Regions from separate parts of the Gossypium arboreum genome. Here region 1 is linked to region 2. The links are chromatin contacts, called in public Hi-C maps. All regions are on one chromosome and are shown on one strand. Each heading gives the region's core, a stretch centred on a gene start, on an enhancer-like site or on the middle of the called end of the contact. The rest is flanking DNA. Distances are from core to core; before and after follow the strand shown.

The links. A called contact is a pair of places that touch in the nucleus more often than the background predicts.
Region 1: a Hi-C map of leaf shows a contact between it and region 2, with 4 times the contacts expected there. The contact joins the promoter of LOC108486121 here to the promoter of LOC108486627 in region 2. A contact is called at or near these places in 2 of 5 Hi-C or Micro-C datasets (both in leaf).

Annotation. Positions count from the first base shown.
Region 1 is chr6:116,959,019-116,966,423 of ASM2569848v2, forward strand. It overlaps LOC108486121 (alpha-aminoadipic semialdehyde synthase), which reads left to right and starts at 2,444. Exons shown (of 26, transcript XM_053029549.1): 1 at 2,444-2,528; 2 at 2,888-2,946; 3 at 3,294-3,549; 4 at 3,626-3,712; 5 at 3,787-3,916; 6 at 4,016-4,189; 7 at 4,334-4,416; 8 at 4,526-4,627; 9 at 4,733-4,808; 10 at 4,876-5,047; 11 at 5,389-5,485; 12 at 5,633-5,799; 13 at 5,885-5,945; 14 at 6,090-6,230; 1 more. The coding sequence starts at 3,301.
Region 2 is chr6:116,598,861-116,606,005 of ASM2569848v2, forward strand. It overlaps LOC108486627 (conserved oligomeric Golgi complex subunit 3-like), which reads left to right and starts at 4,577. Exons shown (of 25, transcript XM_017790777.2): 1 at 4,577-4,817; 2 at 5,201-5,284; 3 at 5,370-5,477; 4 at 5,634-5,678; 5 at 5,767-5,841; 6 at 5,961-6,056; 7 at 6,222-6,299; 8 at 6,483-6,568; 9 at 6,689-6,755; 10 at 6,866-6,928; 11 at 7,023-7,124. The coding sequence starts at 4,728. It overlaps LOC108485477 (DNA repair protein RAD51 homolog), which reads left to right and starts at 1,497. Exons shown (of 9, transcript XM_017789324.2): 1 at 1,497-1,771; 2 at 2,234-2,378; 3 at 2,475-2,585; 4 at 2,705-2,796; 5 at 2,921-3,015; 6 at 3,100-3,213; 7 at 3,315-3,444; 8 at 3,570-3,691; 9 at 3,789-4,083. The coding sequence starts at 1,673. The coding sequence ends at 3,912.

The DNA of each region.
Region 1 (7,405 bases), core at 1,194-3,693, 360 kb after region 2:
TCCCCATCATTTATATACAATAAAAAATAAATATAAATTATCTAAAGATTAAAAAACATATGAATTAAAAATAATTGAAATTGAAACATTCCTAAGTAGTTTCTTTCACGTAACCTATAAAATTATATAACAACAAATTTAATCAAAATTTTAATCAATCAATAAAAATTATCAAATAAATAATTCAATAAATTAAATTTACATTATATAAAAATTACATTAAAAATCATAAAACACTAAACTATAAACACTAACAACTTATAATTATTAATTACTAATACAAAACAACTATAAAATTATTTTCTTAAAAAATATATTTCTAAAAAATCATAATACAGAAAAATTACTAAAATACATTATTAAAAAATCACAATACACTAATACATTTTAAAATTAATTTTATAATTTCTTATCATTTACAAAACCATTCAATTCAAGTCCGTCTTTTCTATTTTTTCTCAATCTTTTTACTTTCGATTTTCTAGTCTCTAAACTTCTAAAAATTCTAAATTATTTTCTTTATGGTTACAAATTATTTATAACAACATATTTAACAAAATAAATTTCTCATTATTAAACTAAACAAAATAATTTAAAATATAATCTTAAATTACTAATAAATTAATTTTAAATTAATTACTAACACAAAAATTTATCAAATAATTCTAAATTACAAATAATTTAATTTTAAAATAATTATAAAATTTAACTAACCTTTTTTTTATTTCTTCTTCTTTCTTCTTCTTCTTCTTTTTTTTTCTACCTTTGCTCTTCTTTGCTCCTACTTCTAACGCAGGAAACATTGTGGGGACCTTATATGGGGTTTCAAAATTTATTTTAATAAAATTTTAACCTCCCAGACATGACAAGTGACTGTGGGAAGGGACATGATGGGATTGATCTTGCAGGTGTGGCGCCCTGCAGCGCCACATGTGGCGCCTTGAGTCCTGGCGACACTTGTTTTTGACCAGATTTTTTAAAAAATATAATAAAAAATAATAATAATAAAATATTTAAAAAATTATTAATAAAATAATATGTCGCTACTGTTAGGTAGGCGACTAAAAAAGTAACCTATTTCAATAAATAATCTATCGACAACCTATTTTCAGTATATAATAATTTTTTTATATTAGATTTGTAAAAAACCGATTAATTCACATTACAAAAATGATTTAAATGAAAATTATTTCACTAAACTCACAATATTTAATTTTACAATTTATATAATTTAAAAATTATATTTTAAAAATATAATTTTACATTTGCAACATTCAAAAATAATTTCACTAAACTTACAATATATAATTTTACACCACGAGCAATTTTCTCAATACTAAAAAAATGATTTTGTTCAAGACCGATATCATTATGTCTTACAAATAAAACATAATTAAATGATTTTGTTCAAGATCTATAGTATTATGTCTTACAAATTGAAAAATATAATTTTTAAGCTGCAAGACGAGCAAATCGTCCGAGCAAGTTTTTCAATGTTATTATCTTGCTTCTCGAATGCCGTTGATAGTAATGATCTCACCCGTGCAGTTCAATTTGGCATTCCTTAAACTTTCAAACATTTCGTTGACCTAGAGAATCCCAAATAATCCACTTGTTGCCGCATAACCAATTTAAACTCGTTACCAAATAAATAATTGGCAAAAAAAATAATCATTAAATTTGCAGATGCCGAAGCTCCACCAGATTATCATTAAACAAAACATACCTCAAATTATAAATTTTATTAAATAAACAAAAACACAAATACATAAAAAAAACACCCATCATCTCTTTCCCATTCATCCTCTCCTCTAACACAATATAAAAAAAATTATTTCAACTTATAGTGATCAAGGGTTATATTTAACTATTTGATTACATTAGAGAGAATGACTCTATCAAATAAAATATTATTTTATATTTAAATTTAATTAAATTTTAAAAAATACAATACAATAATAGCGATATTCTTAATGGCTCTATTAAATAAAATATAATTTCCTTTTTACAGTTTTAAATTTAAAAAAAAACACATAAGTGCAACAAATAAAATAATATCTTTTAAAATTTAAAAAATTAAAAAACCTGACACATACATCATAGTTTATTTCTGGGGCTTTCCTTGATATTTATATAGATAGTATCGTTATCTTTCGTTCGATGAACTTTGAATATTCATTCCAAATAATTTATGTACATAATCAAACTAGTGAATATTTTCGTATTTTATTAAAAATTTTAAGATCATATTAATAATAAAAAAAAAGCCGGTAAATGCAAGTCTTAAGGAGACGTGATGAGGTGGAGAAAGGGTAACTTGTCCCAGTGGCAAAAATTGAAACCTAACATTAGACATGATTTAATTATGGGAAGGCATTTGGAAGTAGGATATACGTGGCCCCACGTGATTGGAAGTAATAGATATGTAATAACTGAAAAGTGGGACCCATCTTCTCTGTCCCTAGCGTCATATCCTTATCATCACCCCAAAACAAAAAGGGGAGTGATAATCCATCCATGATTCACGAGTAGGATTCCAGATACATGCATTAACATATCATCATTCATTTATTTATACTATATTTTCCTGATAAACTTCCTCCGCTCTGAAGCCTTTAATCCGTATTACGATCTCTTCTTCTATGATTCCCGGAAGCTAGGTGGCAGCTGCCCATCTTTTTTCACAACTAAACTTTTCCTTTCTTTCAACGTAGAGCGGTTCCTCTGTTTCAACGTTATTATTATTATTATTTTTATTATTTTCATTGTTAAACTCAATCAATATGATTTCTGAGTTTCAGACTAATATTTGTTCTAATGACATGTAATTCATACATGTTCATAGTCTCTACTCATCAGTTCAGTGATATATCTTTTTCTTTCCCAGAACTGTTTGATCACCGCTTCAATTTGGGTTCATCTCATCTTTTAATTCTTCATTTACAAGTAAGTTGTATTTTCTTCAATCTCTGTTTCTCTCTCTTACGTGTTTGAATCTTTCCTCAACTTGTGTTTATATAACTTCAAAATCACACTTAATTTGTTCGATTGAATGAGAAATGATCCCAATAAAACAAACTGTCGGCGGTATTTAAATTTCTCAGTGACTGATCTCATTGAGGTATAATTGTTGTGCAGCAATTTGTTTCATTCTTAGTTTGTTTTCTATTTTATTATGGGATCCTCTGTAAGAAACATACTTTGATTAGTATTTTTTGTTCAATCCCATTCTAAAGAAGCCTGTAATAGTCCTAGTTGTTCATTTTTTTTTTCTTTTGTTTTCTCTGGTGAAGGTTCAAGATGCTTGGAAATGGAGTTGTTGGGATTCTTTCTGAGTCATCAAATAAATGGGAAAGAAGGGTTCCTCTCACCCCATCACATTGTGCTCGACTTTTACACAGCGGGAGGGAGAAAACAGGTATAGCTCGTATAATAGTGCAGCCATCGACGAAGCGCATCCATCACGATTCCCTCTACGAGGATGTTGGTTGTCACATATCAGATGACTTATCAGAATGTGGTCTTATTTTGGGTATCAAGCAACCAAAGGTGCTAAATGTTCACCATTCCCTATTGTTTACATTTTACAATCTTTTATGGCCTAACTGGTTGTGCTTTATTGCAGTTAGACATGATTCTTCCTAATAGAGCTTATGCCTTCTTCTCACATACTCACAAAGCTCAGAAGGAGAATATGCCATTATTAGATAAGGTAAGCTTCTTCTGTTGTATCTTTGTATGACACTATGAACTTATTGTATGACTTTGTCTATGGCATGCATGTAGATCCTCGCGGAGAGGGTATCGTTGTATGACTATGAGCTTATTGTTGGGGACAATGGTAAAAGGTTACTTGCATTTGGCAAATATGCTGGCAGAGCAGGAATGATCGATTTATTACGCGGATTGGGACAGCGTATGCTCTATGACTCTTTAATCCTTTTAAAATTTTGGAGATTTTATCATTTGCATACCTTTGTCTATGTGAAGATGCTGAATTGTCATCAAATTTCAGGGTATTTGAGTCTTGGATATTCAACACCATTCCTGTCTCTGGGTGCATCATATATGTATCCTTCCTTGGCTGCTGCAAAGGCTGCAGTGATCACCGTGGGTGAAGAGATAGCTTCTCAGGGACTGCCTTCAGGGATATGTCCTGTAATCTTCGTATTCACGGGTTCCGGAAATGGTACTGGAACTTCTTACAACATTCAATTATGTGATCTTCCATCAGAATACATGTCTGTTGTGCTGCTACAGAGTTTGCATTCATTTGATGTTATTAGATTACTCAATGTATAAACTTGCCTAATACCACTGTTTTGCTTTGCAGTTTCTGTTGGTGCTCAAGAGATATTTAAACTACTTCCTCATGTTTTTGTTGAACCAAGCAGACTTCCAGAACTCTTTGGAAAGGTCAGTTTCCAATTTCAGTACTCCTTTTTTATGCATATAGTGGTATCTATCCAATCAATTTCCCCCACTTCTGATGCTGCTCTCATCAAAGTTTTTAAACCATTCTCAGGGAAGGAATGTTACATCAAAGAGGGTCTTTCAAGTTTATGGTTGTATCGTGACTAGTTGCGACATGGTTTCACACAAAGATCCTTCAAAAACATTTGATAAAGTAATTCATTCTCTCTACTTCTGGTTGTTTTTTCCTCTTCATTTTCGGTTCCGACCGAAAGACTGATCTTTGGTATTCCTTTTCTCTTTTCTTTTCAAATTCCAGGCAGATTATTATGCACATCCAGAACATTACAACCCCATTTTCCATGAAAAAATAGCCCCATATGCATCAGTAATTGGTAGGTTTGTTTTTCACTTTGTAAAGATTTCATTGCTTATAAATCACTGAAATGCGGTTTGTGACAGTGAATTGCATGTACTGGGAGAGAAGATTTCCTAGATTATTGAGTACCAAGCAGATTCAAGAACTAAACAAGAAAGGATGTCCACTTGTTGGGATCTCTGATATAACATGTGACATAGGGGGCTCAATTGAGTTTGTTAATCAAACCACATCAATAGACTCGCCTTTCTTCAGGTATTCTAATGCTGCTTTGATCCTCAAAATGCCTTGTTTTTTAGGCTACTGAAACACTAAAAGCAATCCCATTTTTGAAGTTCCATCAAAAATGAAATTGAAATCATGGCCAGGAATCTGTCTTTATCCTACCCCAATAGCATAAAACACAGTACTGTGGAAGTGGAGGCTTAATGATTCCTAGTTCATACTTAATGATGGAGTTGATTTTGAAGCTCAAACTTTTACCATTGGTGTCAAATCCTAATCCAAATGCATATATATTGTGGATTGCATTTCAAATAATACTAAATCTACTATGATATTTGAAATACTCTTATATGGTCAATGATGCTTTTCAGATATGAGCCATTGACCGATTCGTACCATAATGACATGGATGGTAATGGCGTAATATGTTCAGCTGTTGATATTCTCCCAACTGAGTTTGCAAAAGAGGTGCAATTCATATTTCCCTTCCATGGTGTTTCCATTGAAGTTTATTGTTAGCCTTATGGCTTTTTTTTTCTTTGACCTGTAGAATGAACAAGTTTTAATATTTATGCAGCTTATGTTCATTAACATGCCATTCTTAACTGTTTCAAGGCATCTCGACACTTTGGAGACATTCTATCACAGTTCGTTGGGAGTTTAGCTTCTACAGCAGACTTCACAAAGTTGCCTGCACACCTCACCAGAGCTTGTATCGTCCATGGGGGAACACTTACTACATTATATGAATATATCCCTCGTATGAGAAAGTCTGACACACTGTAAGCATTTTAATCCAATCTTGGGACATCAAAACCGAATTTGATCCATCCATACTTTCATAACTGAATATATCTTTTATTTCAGAGATATATCAGATAATCATACTAATGGACACATCAATAACAAAAAGAAATACAGTGTATTGGTAAGTATCTAAGTCCATCACATTATGGCTTTCGACTAATTAAATATCAAAATAAAATGCGGGGATGAAATCCAAAATTTGATCAAGTAGAAGGAGCAAAATCAAATTTAACCATCAGACCCTATTGTAATTCATGATGGACAGGTATCACTGAGTGGGCACTTATTTGATCAGTTCCTTATAAATGAGGCATTGGATATAATAGAAGCAGCTGGTGGTTCCTTTCACTTGGTAAAGTGCCAAGTGGGCCAGAGTACCGATGCCATGTCCTACTCAGAGCTTGAGGTAAGTATACATAATTAATGCATCGGCTATTTATGCCATGTGATTAGGCTATCCACCTACTGGGTGGTTTATAATCAGAATAAATACAACCATTTGATCTCAATAAATATATAACCTAGACTATTCAAGTCTAATACTAATACAATCAATTTAAGTTAATTCTTATATTTAATTCAAGTTAAAAAATCTAGTGCTACTACTACTAGATAGGGCTGTAAATGAATCGAGTTTGAACAAACAAATTTATATTCATGTTCGTTTGTTTATTTTTAAATTTATTTGTGTTCAGTTTGTGTCCGTTAAAAATTTATATTTTTGTTAATGTTCATTTATTTAAATTTATGTATATTTATGTTCGTTTGTTTAATGTTCACGAACATATTCATTTAACTTAATCGAACATGTTCACGAACATTAAATGAACATGTTCATGAACATATAATTGAAGATATAATTGAATAATGTTAATAAATAATAAACAAACAAACAAACAAACAATAAATACATACATACACATATATTGTTTAGATATAAAATAGTCAAATGTAAATATTAATAATTCTATTATAAATTAAAAAATGCAAACCAACATAATTTTATTAATATATACTAATGAAATTTTTATAAGAAAATATCGTAAATAAATAAACGAGTTTTAAACAAGCTTGTTCATGAACATAAACGAATCAAACACACTTTTTTTCATATTCATACTCATTTTGTTTAGCTTAATAAATAAACATAAACGAACCTTACAATTTACAAACAATTAATTGAATATTCTGTTCATTTACGCTCCTACTACCAGACTCGATACTGTTTCAATCAGAAAAAGTAAAATATTACACAAAATAACAAGAAACACACGGTTGTTGATACATGAAAAAGGACAAAAATATTCATGAATTCACTCCTCAGTTGCGTGATTATTCCAGTTACGTAATTCATACACCGGTTATCTTCTTCCTAAATCATCAAGAAATTGAAAGCGACTAGTTTTAAGCTATTTAGTTTCTAAATTTAGTTATGGCATATCTATTTCAAGTTAAAATTCATTACTAGAAGCCGGGTTTTCCTTTTTAGGTTGGTGCAGATGATGGGAAAGTTCTGGATCAGATCATTGATTCATTGACGTCTATAGCTAATCCAACTGAAAATCATGGAACCCCAAGTCA
Region 2 (7,145 bases), core at 3,327-5,826:
GACATAAACACCATAAATATCTTGCGAACTTTTTAATTTAAAATATTTAAGGCTTCAAAATATGATTGAGAAAACATTTTTTGTTCTAAAAAAGTATTTCTCATATTCACAACATACAAAAACAAGTTTGGATCGTAGAAGCATGTTGCATATTTCTCAGTTTCAATTATAAGTGGAATTGAGATAATCTATACTTCAAAGACTATATGGAATAAAGAAATCTAAATAATCATAATGATGTAAATTCAAATTTAGATGATGATGAACTCAACTAAGGATCGTCAAATGATGATGAGGAGCATATGTTAAATATTAACTAGGAAATAATCCAATAAATATGCATTCTAACAATTAGATAAAATTGCATATGATATTTATTTATTTTTGTTATTTTTATTAGTAATCGAATTACCAACTATTTTTTAGACTAACATAATACATATGGTCATTTGATTTTAATTTTTGTTACTTGTTTAGAAATTATTCTTATCAAACTAATAATTTTTCATAGTAATTAATATTCTTGAAATATAAAATACATTCTTGTGTAATTATAATTTATACTACCAAATATAAAATTCGACTCTATCAAGAAAACCAATGGAATCGCAAACGCACCATTCATAAACATATGGCTTAGTTCGGATGGGCAGCGTGTTTATCTCCGGTGAGGTTAAAAACTGTAGTGGTAGTGAGATTAGTTACTGTAGTGGTGAGATTGGATACTATAGCAGTGGGATTAGAAATAGCGGTGGATGTGTGTTTGGATTCAAACGCAGCTATAGCGGTGAGTTGAAAATAAAAAATGACCATTATAGACATTAGTTTACAATGTATTTATAATAAAATAAATAATTAAATTTATATTAACAATAAATAATATAATATAACATAAAATAAAATTTTATTTTTTATAAAATGATAATTAAAATATTAAAATCATATGTAATAAAATTTAAATATTTTTAAATTACATTAATAATAAATAATAAAATATATTTAAATTATTTTATATTAAATAATAAATAAAATTTTATATTTATGAAAATAAAATTATATATTTATTAAATTGTTATATAAAAATTAAATAATAATATCTAATAATATTTTGCTTTCTATAAAACTCAAAAAAATAGAAAAAAAAGAACAAGAGTAATAAAGAAAATGACCTCAACTTTTTCTTTATGGCACCTTTGGCTCTAGTGAAAATTGAGAGCAATATCGTGGTGAGAGTTTTCAATTGCATCGCACCTCAAGTCTTCCAAACAATACAGTGAAAAGGATTATTCAGCCAAAATTCCATCTTACCATGGGTAAACTCTAATCCAAAGGAATCCTATACCTTCTCAAGGCACTTCTGAAACAAGAAATGGACTGCTTTAAACACTTGTGCTATTGCTTCTTGGTGGGCTTCTTCATTTCCTTCAGGGAAGCATATCCAAATCAAATTGAAGACTTCTTTTTGGGCCATTAGCCACATTCAATTGCACCCCACAAGCTACAAAATTGCCAGACAAGCCTCCAATGTGATCTTTTGGCGCTCCTTTCATCTCCTTTCAAAATATTTCCTTTCCCTCCTCACTTCTCTCTCCCTTCCATTTCCTTTCTCCTGTTCAGTGTTGAACCCTCTCCTTTTATCTGGGCTTTGGTACCTGGTATACTCGGCGACAAAATGGAGCAGCAGAGAAACCCAAAGATGGCTCAACAACAACAGGAACAAGAGGAGCTTGACGAAATGCAGCACGGTCCCTTCCCTGTTGAGCAGCTTCAGGTCAAATAAGAACAATCTACTATATTTCGCTTTTTGTTCCATTGTATTCAAAAGTAAGACGCTTTTCTATGTGGGTTTTTTTCTAAGTTCCCGAAATGATGTTCCTTTTCTTGATTGGTCCAATTTTTGAGAAGAAATCATAGTGAATTCTTTTTCTAGGATTCCAAAAACGAAAATGGGTTATATTTCCACCATGGGTTCTTTCCAATTTCGTTTTTTTTTTCTTTCCATTTTACCTAATTAGATGAGATCGTAGTAGATGGGTTATATTTTCTCGATTGCTGATTAGGTGGGGAATTTTCTGTTAGGGTTTCTTGTCAAGTTTGGACCATTAGATGGAGATTGTATTAACTGCTTTTTTGTTATACTGTAAGCCATTGAAAATATAAATTCTCTAGTATATCGGGCTTAAGTTATACTTTTGGATTTTGTTCTTATATATATTTTTTTATTCAATTGAAGGCATCGGGCATTGCAGCTCTGGACGTAAAGAAGCTCAAGGATGCTGGTCTTTGTACGGTTGAATCTGTTGCTTATACCCCAAGGAAAGATCTTCTTCAGATCAAAGGAATCAGTGAAGCTAAAGTTGACAAGATTATGGAAGCCGGTATGCTGCTGTTTCCATAATTATGTTGTTCACTATAATCTTGTAAAGTGATTTGAAATTAAAAAAAGTTTTTAAGTCTTCTTTGGTGCTTGACAGCTTCCAAATTGGTTCCCTTGGGCTTCACCAGTGCTAGCCAGCTCCATGCTCAAAGGTTGGAGATAATTCAGATAACATCTGGGTCAAGTGAACTTGATAAAATTTTGGAAGGTGCATACGCTCTCATGTATTTTGACTTTGACTCTTTAACACTCAGTTAAAATTCACTATATGAACTGTAAATTAATTGTATGTATCATTACACACTCACTTGGTTTTCTATAGAACAGGTGGAATCGAGACTGGGTCCATTACCGAGATATATGGTGAGTTCCGTTCGGGAAAGACACAGCTTTGTCACACATTATGTGTAACATGCCAAGTAAGACCTCTTCTCTTCATTCACTGAGTTTTCTTGCAACTCATGTATATGTTGCACATACTTTTTCTGCCTAACATAACAGTAAGTGCATTTGGCCTGCTTCTAAATTTCTATGATATTTCAGCTTCCATTAGATCAAGGAGGTGGTGAGGGAAAAGCAATGTACATTGATGCTGAAGGGACATTCAGACCACAAAGACTATTACAGATAGCGGAGAGGTGATTCGTGGCTACCATGATAAGGACTGTACTGCCATGCTATGTGACAGCATTGATGGTTAACTCTGTTGTTGAATGTTGCAGGTTTGGACTGAATGGTGCTGATGTATTGGAGAATGTGGCCTATGCTAGAGCATATAACACTGACCATCAGTCTAGGCTTTTACTTGAAGCAGCTTCAATGATGGTGGAAACAAGGTATTGATAAAAAAAAGTTCCTTTGCTTGACCCTATCAAGAGGAATTATCTCTAATATAGTTGGGTAACATGGTTGATCATTTGATGGATTTCTTTTATAGGTTTGCGCTTATGATAGTTGATAGTGCTACTGCCCTCTATAGAACAGATTTTACTGGGAGGGGTGAACTCTCTGCCCGACAAATGCATCTTGCGAAGTTCCTCAGGAGCCTTCAGAAATTGGCAGATGAGGTTGGAGGCTTTTTTACATCTTTAGTTGCATTAAGCAATGAATTGCTTTCTTGCTTATGAGTCTCTTACAGTTGTATTTTCACTTGTATTTATCATGTTTTTATGTGCATTTTGTGTGACTGTAGTTTGGCGTGGCCGTTGTAATTACGAACCAAGTAGTTGCTCAAGTGGATGGTTCAGCAATCTTTGCCGGTCCTCAAATTAAGCCTATTGGCGGTAACATCATGGCTCATGCTTCCACAACAAGGTTTGTTATTGAAACTGGAAGGCCTAGTTTTTCCCTTTTCTCCCAACTACTCTTCTTCGAAAGCTTCTACTAACTATAAGCTTGTCATTGACAATAGACTGGCTGTTCGGAAGGGAAGAGGGGAGGAACGTATTTGTAAAATAATAAGCTCACCTTGCTTGGCCGAGGCTGAAGCTCGATTTCAGATTTCTCCAGGAGGTGTAGCTGATGTTAAAGACTGAGCTGTTTCAGCTCAATGTTTTCCAAACAAGTAGCCGCAAAGCTTCCTTTAATTGATCAATCAATTTGTTATTTTGTAGCCATCTGCTTCTGCTAATGAGCAAATCACAAAACTCTGCTATTTTCTTTCTTTGCAATGAAGCTTGCCAAAAATTGGAAGCATCCGTTACAAAGTCTTGCTGCTCATTTCGTCTGTATATGGAACATGTTATTACTCCTATAAAAAATAAAACAGGAAACTGAAGTGAAGTGTATATCAACCTTAAAAAACAAAATTTTTAAGGTTTAAGATTGAACTGGACATTTAGGTAACAACACAAAACTTGTAAAATTAGTTAAAATCAATAAAACCATATTTTGTAAATATAATTTTCTTAATTTTTATTTTACTTTTTAACAATAAATTGGGGTATTTTTCATCTTTGATTTTTGTAAATATAAACTTCTTGAAAATTTATTTTATTTATGAAATTTTCTTAGTTATTATTAATTAATGTTTTAAAAATTAAAATGGTTAAATCAATTGAATTAACTAATTTGATTTTTAATTGCATACTATTTGGTTCCTTTTTCCCTTATTGGTGTAAGAGATTAATTAAGACGAAAAAAAAAATAGAAAATGGAATACGACGTCGTTGAAGTGAAAACAGTACGTCTTGAAAGGTCATCAGCTTCACCACGTCAAACCACAACCGGGTTTAAAATGGCGTTGGATTCAATTAGTAGCGTCGTCTAATGAGCAAATAGCTAAAGGTCCGTCTGGTCCATCACAACCAGACTCCCCGAAACAAAACAGAACCCAAAAAAGAAAAAAAGAATGGCAACAAATTCAGCAGCAACACCTCCAAACCTCCCCAAATCTGGAGCCATTTCCAAAGGCTACAACTTCGCTTCTACTTGGGAACAGGTTCTCTTTCTTCTGTACTTACTCTTCCAACTCGTAATCGTTTGCCTTCAACTTTCCGAGTTGAACCTCTCCTAATTTAGATCTGCTTTAATTGGATCTCAATGAACTTAAAAAACTTTCAACTCATTTCTCCTGAGTTTGATTTCATTATCTTTAAATGTAGCAATTATAAGATCCGATCTCCTAAACGGAGCGGTAATTGTAACCGAAATGTTATCACATTATTTTTTTTGGAGTAAAATGTCATTATATTATTAATAATTCGGAAGAGTTAAAAAATTTTTAGTTTGAAGTTCGGATCTGTGTTGTGGAACCGAATGCGCTATTTTAGATTTTTTTTTTTTTTGCTTAATTTGATTTCTTTATTTTGGGTTTGTGTGTAGAATGCGCCTCTGACGGAGCAGCAGCAAGGAGCAATACTGATGCTATCTCATGCAGTTGCGGAAAGGCCGTTTCCGGCAAATTTGGTGAGTAATTTTGTTGCTTGTTGTTACTTTTTTTAATTGCATTTTGGATATTTTGGTGAAAGACGTTTGGAACGTGCTCTTGTAGGCTCAAGAGCGAACCTCTGGGCAAGATGCTGGCTTGTCTGTTTCTACAAAGGATAACAATTTTGGAGATTCTGAAGCTATTGAGGCAATTTTGGTTAATACAAATCAGGTAAGTCAGATTTATTATGTGTCTTGTTTGAGTTGGAATCTAATCTTACGTAGATGGTTACATTAGTTTGTTTTTCTAATGTTCTAATTCTACTAGGGTTATGAAATTGATTAATTCTGATCTAAAGCATTTGCTTCTTTTTCCTATTCTGTACAGTTCTATAAATGGTTCACAGATCTTGAATCGGCCATGAGGTCTGAGGTTAGTAGTTATATCTTGTTGCAACATATATGTTCGTTGGACAATGATGTTGAATATTTGTTTATTTTATCTAAATTGGTTCTCTTAGACTGAGGAGAAATATCAGCACTATGTTAATACTCTGACAGACCGCATACAGACTTGTGATGATATACTTCGACAGGTACGTTCATGACCTGTTTTATATCTCTGTGTATTCTATCATTTGCTTTGCTGGCTATTTATTAAGTTAGATCTATCTTTTCCTTATGATTTCTAAGCTAGAAGTATACTTCTGTGCAGGTGGATGAGACCCTAGATCTTTTTAATGAACTACAGCTGCAACACCAAGCGGTAGCAACAAAAACTAAAACTCTTCATGATGCATGTGATCGATTGGTATGATTTTTTTTTGTATGGTTAGGAATTTGGTTCCATCTTTTTGTTTCTAGCTTTTCACTTTGGGCTTTATGTTTGATAGCTGTAATCCACTTCTCTGTGGGATGGAAAATTTTGGTTTAAGTTAGTCGATTGATTGCATCACTAGCTTGTTCTTTATTGCAGGTAATGGAGAAGCAAAAGCTGATCGAGTTTGCTGAAGCACTTCGCAGTAAGCTCAAGTATTTTGATGAGTTGGAGAATGTAAGGTTTGAATGCTATCTTAACTAGAGATCGGTTTACTTTGAATTTATATATTGCTTTTGTCTTAGTTTATGGCCTTTTATCCTTTAGGATTTATGTTAATATATATAGGGTCATGTTGAATTGTTGTCAGTCCAATAAGTCCGAAATTCATGGTTTTGTAATTTAACCTCTTGTGTGCAGGTTACTTCTAACTTTTATTTTCAAAACATGAATGTTGGGAATGCAAACTTTCTCCCACTTCTTAAACGGCTTGACGAGTGCATATCGTAAGTTACATTTGAACTTAGTCCACCTTTGCAAGCTAGTCAACAATTGTTTAATAATTGTCCCCTGATGAGCAAATGTAATAAAAGTTTCTTATCATATTGAATTTTTCATCATTGTAGGTATGTTGAAAATAATCCACAATATGCTGAATCAAGTGTTTATTTGCTAAAATTCCGTCAACTCCAGGTAAGGAGTTATGTTGACAATCTATGGATTGTTTTGCTAAGTGGACGAAATGCATGCGTATAAATAGACTTTTTTCTTTTAGTAAAATATATAGAAACCTACTTTTACAGTCTCGAGCCCTGGGTATGATCCGCTCCCATGTACTTTCTGTTCTCAAAAGGGCTTCTTCTCAGGTAAATTATCCACCTCTAGGTCAAATTTACGTGCATAAGTATGCTTTTATGGATGAATTAATGCCTCCCAAAATGCTTGTTCTTCTTTCATCAGGTTCAGGCAGCAATTCAGAGCAGTGGTGGCAACAAAGCATCTCTTTCTGAGGGTGTTGAGGCATCTGTAATTTATATCCGATTCAAGGCAGCTGCTAGTGAGGTAATGATTTCCTTTTCTGGT